Regions from separate parts of the Zea mays genome. Here region 1 is linked to region 2. Evidence: chromatin contacts called from public Hi-C data. All regions are on one chromosome and are shown on one strand. The core of a region is the stretch at or near the end of the contact, and the rest is flanking DNA. Distances in the headings are between cores, read along the strand shown.

Region 1 (3,768 bases), core at 1,216-3,715, 120 kb after region 2:
AATTGCATATTCGCATGTTGAGCTGAACAAGAATAAGGAACTCATTTGTCAGGCCCAACAAACTTACAAAGGTTATTAAGTCAATTGTTAACCCTGCAACATCAACGACGACTCCTTTATGGACGTACAAAAGGCAGAGGGTAAGACATGACAGAGGTAGAGATGTCGGCATGCATAAGACATGTTCAGCGCCACCGCCATAACCTAGGCTAGAGGCACAAATGCCACCTCCACAAGAAGCAGACCAGCCACCACTCCCAGAAGCCTGCGAAACCACTGAAGGAGGCACAAATCTACAATAATATGATAATGCTCCTGTAGCACCAGAGGAGGAAGCTCACATGAAACAAACTACCATAGGTGAACCTATCGAGTTTGCTATAGCGGAGCCACTACCAGAAGACGTTGTACAGAGCCATACAGAACCTATTGAGTTTGCTATAGCGGAACCTATTGAGTTTGCTATAGCGAAGCCACTGCCATAAGAATACAAAGCCTTACTATCTAAAGAACCGTACAAAGCTTCACAAAACCTTCCTAATTTACCTTTCAGGAATCTCGCGCCTGTGCTGGGAGATGACGACGGCGAACTCGACCTGGTGGTGTAGTACTGTAGTGACTCGAACGACTCTAGAATCTTGATGACGGTGGTGGGCACACCAACGTGGAGAAACGATGACGTCGGCTTCAAGGACAGGACATGCTCCTTGTCCTACAACTATACATGTTCAGGTGGGTCGTGGCCGCCGAGTGGCCTGTGGAATGACATGCTTTTGGCCCATCATGAACACGGCACGATCCGGTGGTTGACGGGATCGGGCTGGCACGACCTAGTTATTTTTTTAAATTTCCCAGCGCATTTCTATGTATATTAGAAGCAATTTTAATAGTTTAGACACAAAATAAATTTGATTTAGTCGTTTAGAGTGGTACGGCTAGGCACTTTAAAGCCTCCAACCAGGGTTCAAATCCTTGTAAAGCTTGTTTTTAGGCTTTTTTGTTATTTTCCTTCCCACTCCGGTCAAAGCATGGCGGGCCTTAACGGGCTATGGGCCGGCCCTTGTAAAGCTTTTTAAGGCTTTTTTCCTTATTTTCCTTCCCACTCTGGTCAAAGCATGGTGGGTCTTAACGGGCTGCGGGCCGGTCCGGCCCGACACGACATGGCTATATTCGTGTCGTGCTTGGGCCTGAGATGTGGCACGGTTGCCCAGCCCGGCACGACCCGTCAACCTAACGGGCCCAGACGTGCCAGGCTGAAACGTGCCGAGCCGAAGGCGGGCCCATGCCGGTCCGGCACGGCCCACCCGTTTGGACATGTATACCTACAACACAGCCAAAGACACGCGAGATACAACCAGATGCCACACGTGAAGGAAGGGGGAGGTGGAAGGATGGGAGCATTTTGGCATTTGGGGATCGAGGATGGGAGGCACGTAGATCCGCAAACTGCACCTTGGGGACTAGGTTGGTGAGCTCCTTGGCATTGAATTTTGTGCTCGCTCCGAGGAGCTTCTGTGCAGCCTCCATGACCGCCGACATGGTTGATGGGCCAAAAATGTCGACATAGTGAGGTTGACGGAGAAGCAATCTGGCGCCTCGTGAGCATCGGCGATTCTAGGACCAATCAATGAAGAAAAGGCGAAAATTCTCTGGAAAGGGAAAAATGGATCGATCGTACAGAGTGAGGCCGGTTGGGAGTACCGATACCAGGAAGACTTCGCAGCAACACTGCACGCGTGAGGAGTCCTAGCATTAGGGATGGTAACGGGGAATTACGCGTCGGGTTTTAGCTCTCATTTCTCTACGAGGATCTCCATAAATGCTTGTGTGGAGCATTTTTCACCATCCCCGTTCTCCGCAGGGTTAAATTCCCGTCGAGGATCCCGTCCCCGCTCAAATTATAATTAGAATGTACTTCATATATTATTAATGCAAACTATTGTCATTTATATACATTGTTAGATGTAAGAATCATTATGTATACATCAAAATAAATATATTTATACAATGAGTGATCTCTTAACAATATAATTATTTATTTTTATAATTAATTATTATACGAAAACATCGTTATATATAAATTTAATGGGCCCGCGGAAAACGGGGACGGAGAATGCTTCACCATCTTTGTCTCCATTCTCTGTTTACCCGTCAGAATGATTACATCTAAAGGTAGAAGAAACTTCTCTATTTTTATTCTCTAATAAAATAATTTCTCGTGGGAATGGGAGATCGAGTCCTAGTTGCCACCACCCATGGCGCACGACCAGCCCAACTTAAAAGAAAAAAAACTGCCCGAGGAAAGAAGGCGGAAGCCGACGTGCAACCAGCCCAGCTTAAAAAAAACTGCCCGAGCAAAGAAGGCGGATGCCGACAGACGAGTCGTCCGTCCCAGGCTCCCAGCCCCGGCGCCCCGTCTCAAATCAAAAAAATTCGTCTCAAATCTCAAACCCATAAAAAATACTGTATTTTCCAACCAAGCCACTCGCCCGACCTTCATCCGCATTCCACGCGCACTCCGCTGCCTCACTCCGAGACTCCGCCGCTGCTTCCAACTTCCGTTGCGCACGAGCGAAACATCCGGAGCTAGCAAGGGAGGAGGAGGAGGAGGCGATGGCGGGGGGCGGGGATAAGGTGGACTACGTCTTCAAGGTGGTGCTCATCGGCGACTCCGCTGTCGGCAAGTCGCAGATCCTTGCGCGCTTCGCCCGCAACGAGTTTAGCCTCGACTCGAAGGCCACCATTGGGGTCGAGTTCCAGACTCGGACGCTCGTCATCGAACACAAGTCCGTCAAGGCGCAGATCTGGGACACCGCCGGGCAGGAGAGGCAAGTCCGCTCTCTTTCCGCGTTCCTCCTCTTCGATCTCTTGGGGGTTATGTTACCGCAGAAAAGGGGATCTGGGTGGTGATGCCCCGCAGTGAACTAGCGCAGCGCGCTTAGTCATTTTGAGCTTCGTTCCTCTCTATTTTGCATTTTTCGGGTTTCAGGTCGATGCATGGTTCGTCTGATTTTGTTGTGGTGCGTGCGAATTCGTTATGAACGATTTGTGCTGCACCATCGTTGCACCAAAGGTAGTTGGTACAATTGTAGCTCGCTGCACTCCAGTTGTTGAGGTAGTCAGCTTAGCTTGCCTTACGTTTTACCCCAGTCAACAATTAAATGGAGTGTCCTGTGACACTGGCGCTGATCTGCAATGCAATGCGGCGTTATGGCTACGGTGATACGGCATACGCCAAGTATATAAATGTAAAAAATCAGAATATACGTACTCAAACATTTGTCACTCTAGCATAACAATCAGCAAATAAAAATAGTAAAAACATACTCCCTCCGGTGTCCTATTATTTATTTGTCGTTTAGGACAATGACACGGGCTCCAAAATATAACTTCGACCAATATTTTTTTGTTAAAATACAAATAAACTCTTAATACATTTATACTTGTATAAAAGTACTTTTTAAGACAAATCGGTGCATACAAATATTAGGTTTCAAAACTAAATAACAAAATAGTTATTTGTAGTCAAAATTTTATAAGTTTGACTCGAACCTTGTTCAAAACGACAGCTAATAGGACACCGGAGGGAGTAGTCATAAGCAGGGATAGGTAATGTGCCGTGAACTGGGCTGCTGAGATGATGGGCCACCAAACTAGGCTGCTGAGACGATATGCTTCATTTTGAGGGGCTATGGGCTGCGATGTATCAGGTGAAGTATTGGATGAGTATCGATGAAATATCAGGATTAAATTTATTTATTTTTGTCG
Region 2 (3,810 bases), core at 1,027-3,526:
TCTCATCAGAAGTTGCCTGTGATGAAAATGCTATACTGAAGGTTATGGTAAGTAATTAATATACGATGATGTTTTGTTTTTGGCTAGGTGAGCAAGGATCCTCTTGCCTTTACAGGCAATGGACTGGCTCCCCACGAACAATTTTCTTTGCCCCTCTTGTAGGGATGACACCAAACATGTTCTATATATCTTTGTGATTGTTGGGTTTGCAGTATAATGTGGCAACGTATTTCTTATGTACATGGAAAAAAAACTTATTTTTGACATTCGTTAGTTATGGCAAGATGTTTAATTGTGACCTCTTTTGGTGGTGGTAGTTTCTGATGTAACAAAGGCAGCTGTTTGTTTGAAACCTGGTGAAGCATGCGCGCGAGTCTTGGGTGTCGGATTGCTGCAAGGTCTTTTTATATCTATTTTCCCCTTCTTAGCATAAAAGGACGCAATCCTTCTGGTGTCAAAAAAAGTTACTAGTTATAGTATTTTAAGGTCAAAGTTAAAAAAACATTTCAGCTTCTAGTTGTGTTTCCTTTAGAAGCACACTAGGGATGTTCACGGTGAGTTTGTTGTGCATCAAGTGTCAAAATAGGGTAGGTTCGTGCAGTGAGTACCAAGGTTATAGTTTTCGGCAACATGTCTCAAACTAGTTGTAGGGTTTTGAAATCTACTTTTCAAATTGGTAATTGCCTAGGACTGAGCGTACCGTAGTAGAATTTATTGCACTTTTTGTCACTTTGTTTACGTATCAGCAGAATATTTTATTGTCATCACTTAAGATGTCAAACCTGTGAGATTGAATCTAATTGTCTATTTACCATCTTACTGTCTGTAGGAATTCCTTGCGTTGCCAAGGGCGGACGCCATCCAACTCCTCATGCAGTACAATGGAAATGCAGAAGCAGTCATCCAACAGATCTTCCAATAGTGCTTACTGTAAATAACAAAGTATTTTGCTTGCTTTCAAACGTAATTATTTGTTGATACTTTTCTTGCCCTGTACAGAAGATTCTGTTAGAACTAGGAGTCTGTGTTTGATGATCCACAGTACTTCTATGGACTTACACAGAGTAGGAATCGGTGGGATTCAGCACAGGCTAAACTCAACGATAAATGCAAAGATATTGATTTATACTGGTTCAGACCATTGAACAGCGTGCGTAATATATATTATGTCTAGTTAGTTGTGTTGGATTGTTGATTATGCTTGCTTGGGTTCCTTACAAGTTGGATTACTCTGTCCCTCTTTATATAATCCATAAGAGAGGTTTATGAGTTAAGTTTTTAACTTTTAACCGGCTAATATGGAAGTTACAGAAAGTCTTTTTTTTCTTCTCTAGTCTGATCAGGTCAATAGTTTTTAGAGCAGTTTTTAGTGCGTGTTTGGTATGACTCTAAAGTAAAACTCAAAGGGAGCTGGAGCTAGAGCCTACCAAACACCATAATTTTAGAGTTATAAACTTCATGGGGTTTTCAGAGCCGTAATATAAAATTTTGGAGTATCTTTTTGCTGTTCTGAAAACTCTAAAAAGCAACCTAATATGAAATTTGGATTTACCCACAAAATTTACCCACAAATGTTACTGGCAATGAGAAAATAATCTAAACTCTAGAGCAGAGCCTTAGAGTTTGGAGTAGAACTACTCCGGAGGGAAGCAAAGCCATACTAAATACGCCTTTAGATAGTGTTTGGTTCCTGATTGAATTGGTTTGATGTATAATATAATGACTCTAAAAAGGAAAAATTATGTTTAAATACTGAACCATTTGGCTCTCTAAAATCTTCCGGACATAGCTACTAGCTGGTATAGAGCCGCTCTATATCAACGGACTCCGGAATCAAACGCTACCTAGATTATTTGAAACTATATTTGTTGTGTGCGTATATCTTACAGATTCAAAAGTTATTCGGTACCTCTATTTGCCCTTTTTCGCAATCTCATCAAAGTCATGCGCCAGGTTGATGCGGCGGAGTTACAGTTTATTTGGCTAGTTCCGTAAAACAAAGGTCGTTGATTAATTCTTTTTTGCAACCCTGTACTGTACGAAATGGACCTGGCTATATATCCACTATTCGCTTCGCACATTATTAGCCATAGCCAGCTCACTGTACCACTCCATTTGGCTTTTTAAGCCCAGGTGGAAGTTTCTGCTACGTTTTGATTTTCGGCCCATTCATGCATCTAGGTGCAATGGTAAAAAGCTCGTAGCTATACTGTCCAATGAGCCGTGTCCAATCAGCACGGCGTGAGCACAACCCAAGCCGGACCAACTTAGTTGGACCGAGGCATGGCATGATTATATTTTGGATCGGGCCGGGCCGACATGTGGACCTGAGCCTGAGCCTGAGCCTGAGTACAAGAACAACACTATTACACTTACTCGGGTCGTGTTGTGTCGTCGGGCTAAGCCGTGCTACCGTGTTGCGCTGGCCTAGGCTCGCAGCTGTGTAACCGTCTAACACCCACTAGCTCTGATGGATGATGCCCATAAGCTCATACTTCATAACAATAACAACAAGACATGTCAGTCTAAGTTCATACAACCATAAGTTCATACTTCGTAAATAATAACAATAGCAGCAAGAATGCAAGACATACATGCTGCCTACCCCTGATGCCCAAAAGTTCATACTGTAAAGCCCAAAATGTGTATAAGAAAAAATAAATATAAATAATAAAATAAATATATGAAGAAATAAAAATAGTAAATTCAGACATCTCAAATCATACTTAAGTGTGAAATTTGAGGACTGAATTTCTAAAATCAAGAAGTATTCTAGAAAATAAGTAAAAGAAAAATTTTCTATTCAATTAAATAATGATGCATATCATTAAATGATGCACCATAAGCATTTATTCACATGAATAGTTAACTTTGAAGTAACCTTTACTTCTTGTTCCACATTCAAAATACTATTTTTTTCTAAAGAGAAAGAAATAAGGAATATAAAACTCACATAAAGTATATATAGAATCATACTTTCAAAATTAGTACAATAATTGTGCAACATAATCTGAGGATAAATTGCCACCAATTTTGAATCCAAACTGGAATTTAAATTTGGATTTAGAATTTAAGAGAGAAATACTATAAAAGACAAGATAAAATTTATAAATATATAAATTCATCCCACTGATTTGTCCAAACTGAATACTTAAAAGGATTATAAATTCTTCTGAGGAATTTGAATTCAAATTTTGGATTTGAAAAGGAAAAGGAAAAGAAATTACAAAGAAAAGAAAATAAAAAGAAAAATGTAAAACCTAACTGGGCCCAATCTGCTTCGGCCAATCTTTCCTCACGCGCATCGTCAGCCTCACCCCGGGCTACAAAACCAGGCACAGCCGAGTCGTACGCCATCCCCCTTCCTCTATTCCTCCCTTTTTACCGCGAATGACGAGAGAGAGACACGGTGGGAGGAGACCGGAGGGTACACTTGCGCCATTGTCGTCGACCGCGCCGTGGCCAAGCTCGCCGCCGTCACCCTGACCTCTGGTAAGTGCACGAGCCTGTTCTTTACATCCGTAGGGTCGTGTGACACCGTTAGGGTGGTAGTTGGGTCGGCGGTTGGCCGGTAATTGCTCATCGGGCTTCAACCGCGCCGTAGAGTCGCCATGGGAGGTAGACCAACGCCGTCTCGGGGCGATTCAACTCGTGTGATGGTTGTCCAGGTTGGGCGTAGTCGTAGCTTCGTCTAGAGTATATTAGAATGGAATTCGGGGGATCATTGTGTAGAATGGGGCTTCCTCGGCGAGGTCACCACCGCCCTGGGGTTCGCCGATGTGATTTGGTGGGCGGCGTCGCCAGGTCGCG

What was found. A called contact is a pair of places that touch in the nucleus more often than the background predicts.
Region 1: a contact with region 2 is called in a Hi-C map of leaf mesophyll, with 2.5 times the contacts expected there. The contact joins the promoter of LOC100283230 here to the enhancer-like site in region 2. A contact is called at or near these places in 8 of 25 Hi-C or Micro-C datasets (bundle sheath, ear, endosperm and 3 more).

The regions. Positions count from the first base shown.
Region 1 is chr5:39,251,749-39,255,516 of Zm-B73-REFERENCE-NAM-5.0, forward strand. LOC100283230 reads left to right here and starts at 2,466. Exons shown (of 2, transcript NM_001156132.1): 1 at 2,466-2,828. The coding sequence starts at 2,614.
Region 2 is chr5:39,136,930-39,140,739 of Zm-B73-REFERENCE-NAM-5.0, forward strand. LOC100383390 reads left to right here. Exons shown (of 12, transcript NM_001176045.1): 11 at 1-47; 12 at 830-1,180. The coding sequence ends at 922. Among protein-coding and RNA genes, the nearest start is that of LOC100383390, 21 kb to the left of the region's middle. Within about 2 kb of position 2,277, at least 17 of the 20 cell types and tissues checked have an H3K27ac peak or open chromatin away from gene starts, as enhancers often do. A contact at or near this core is called in bundle sheath, ear, endosperm and 3 more, where this site is marked.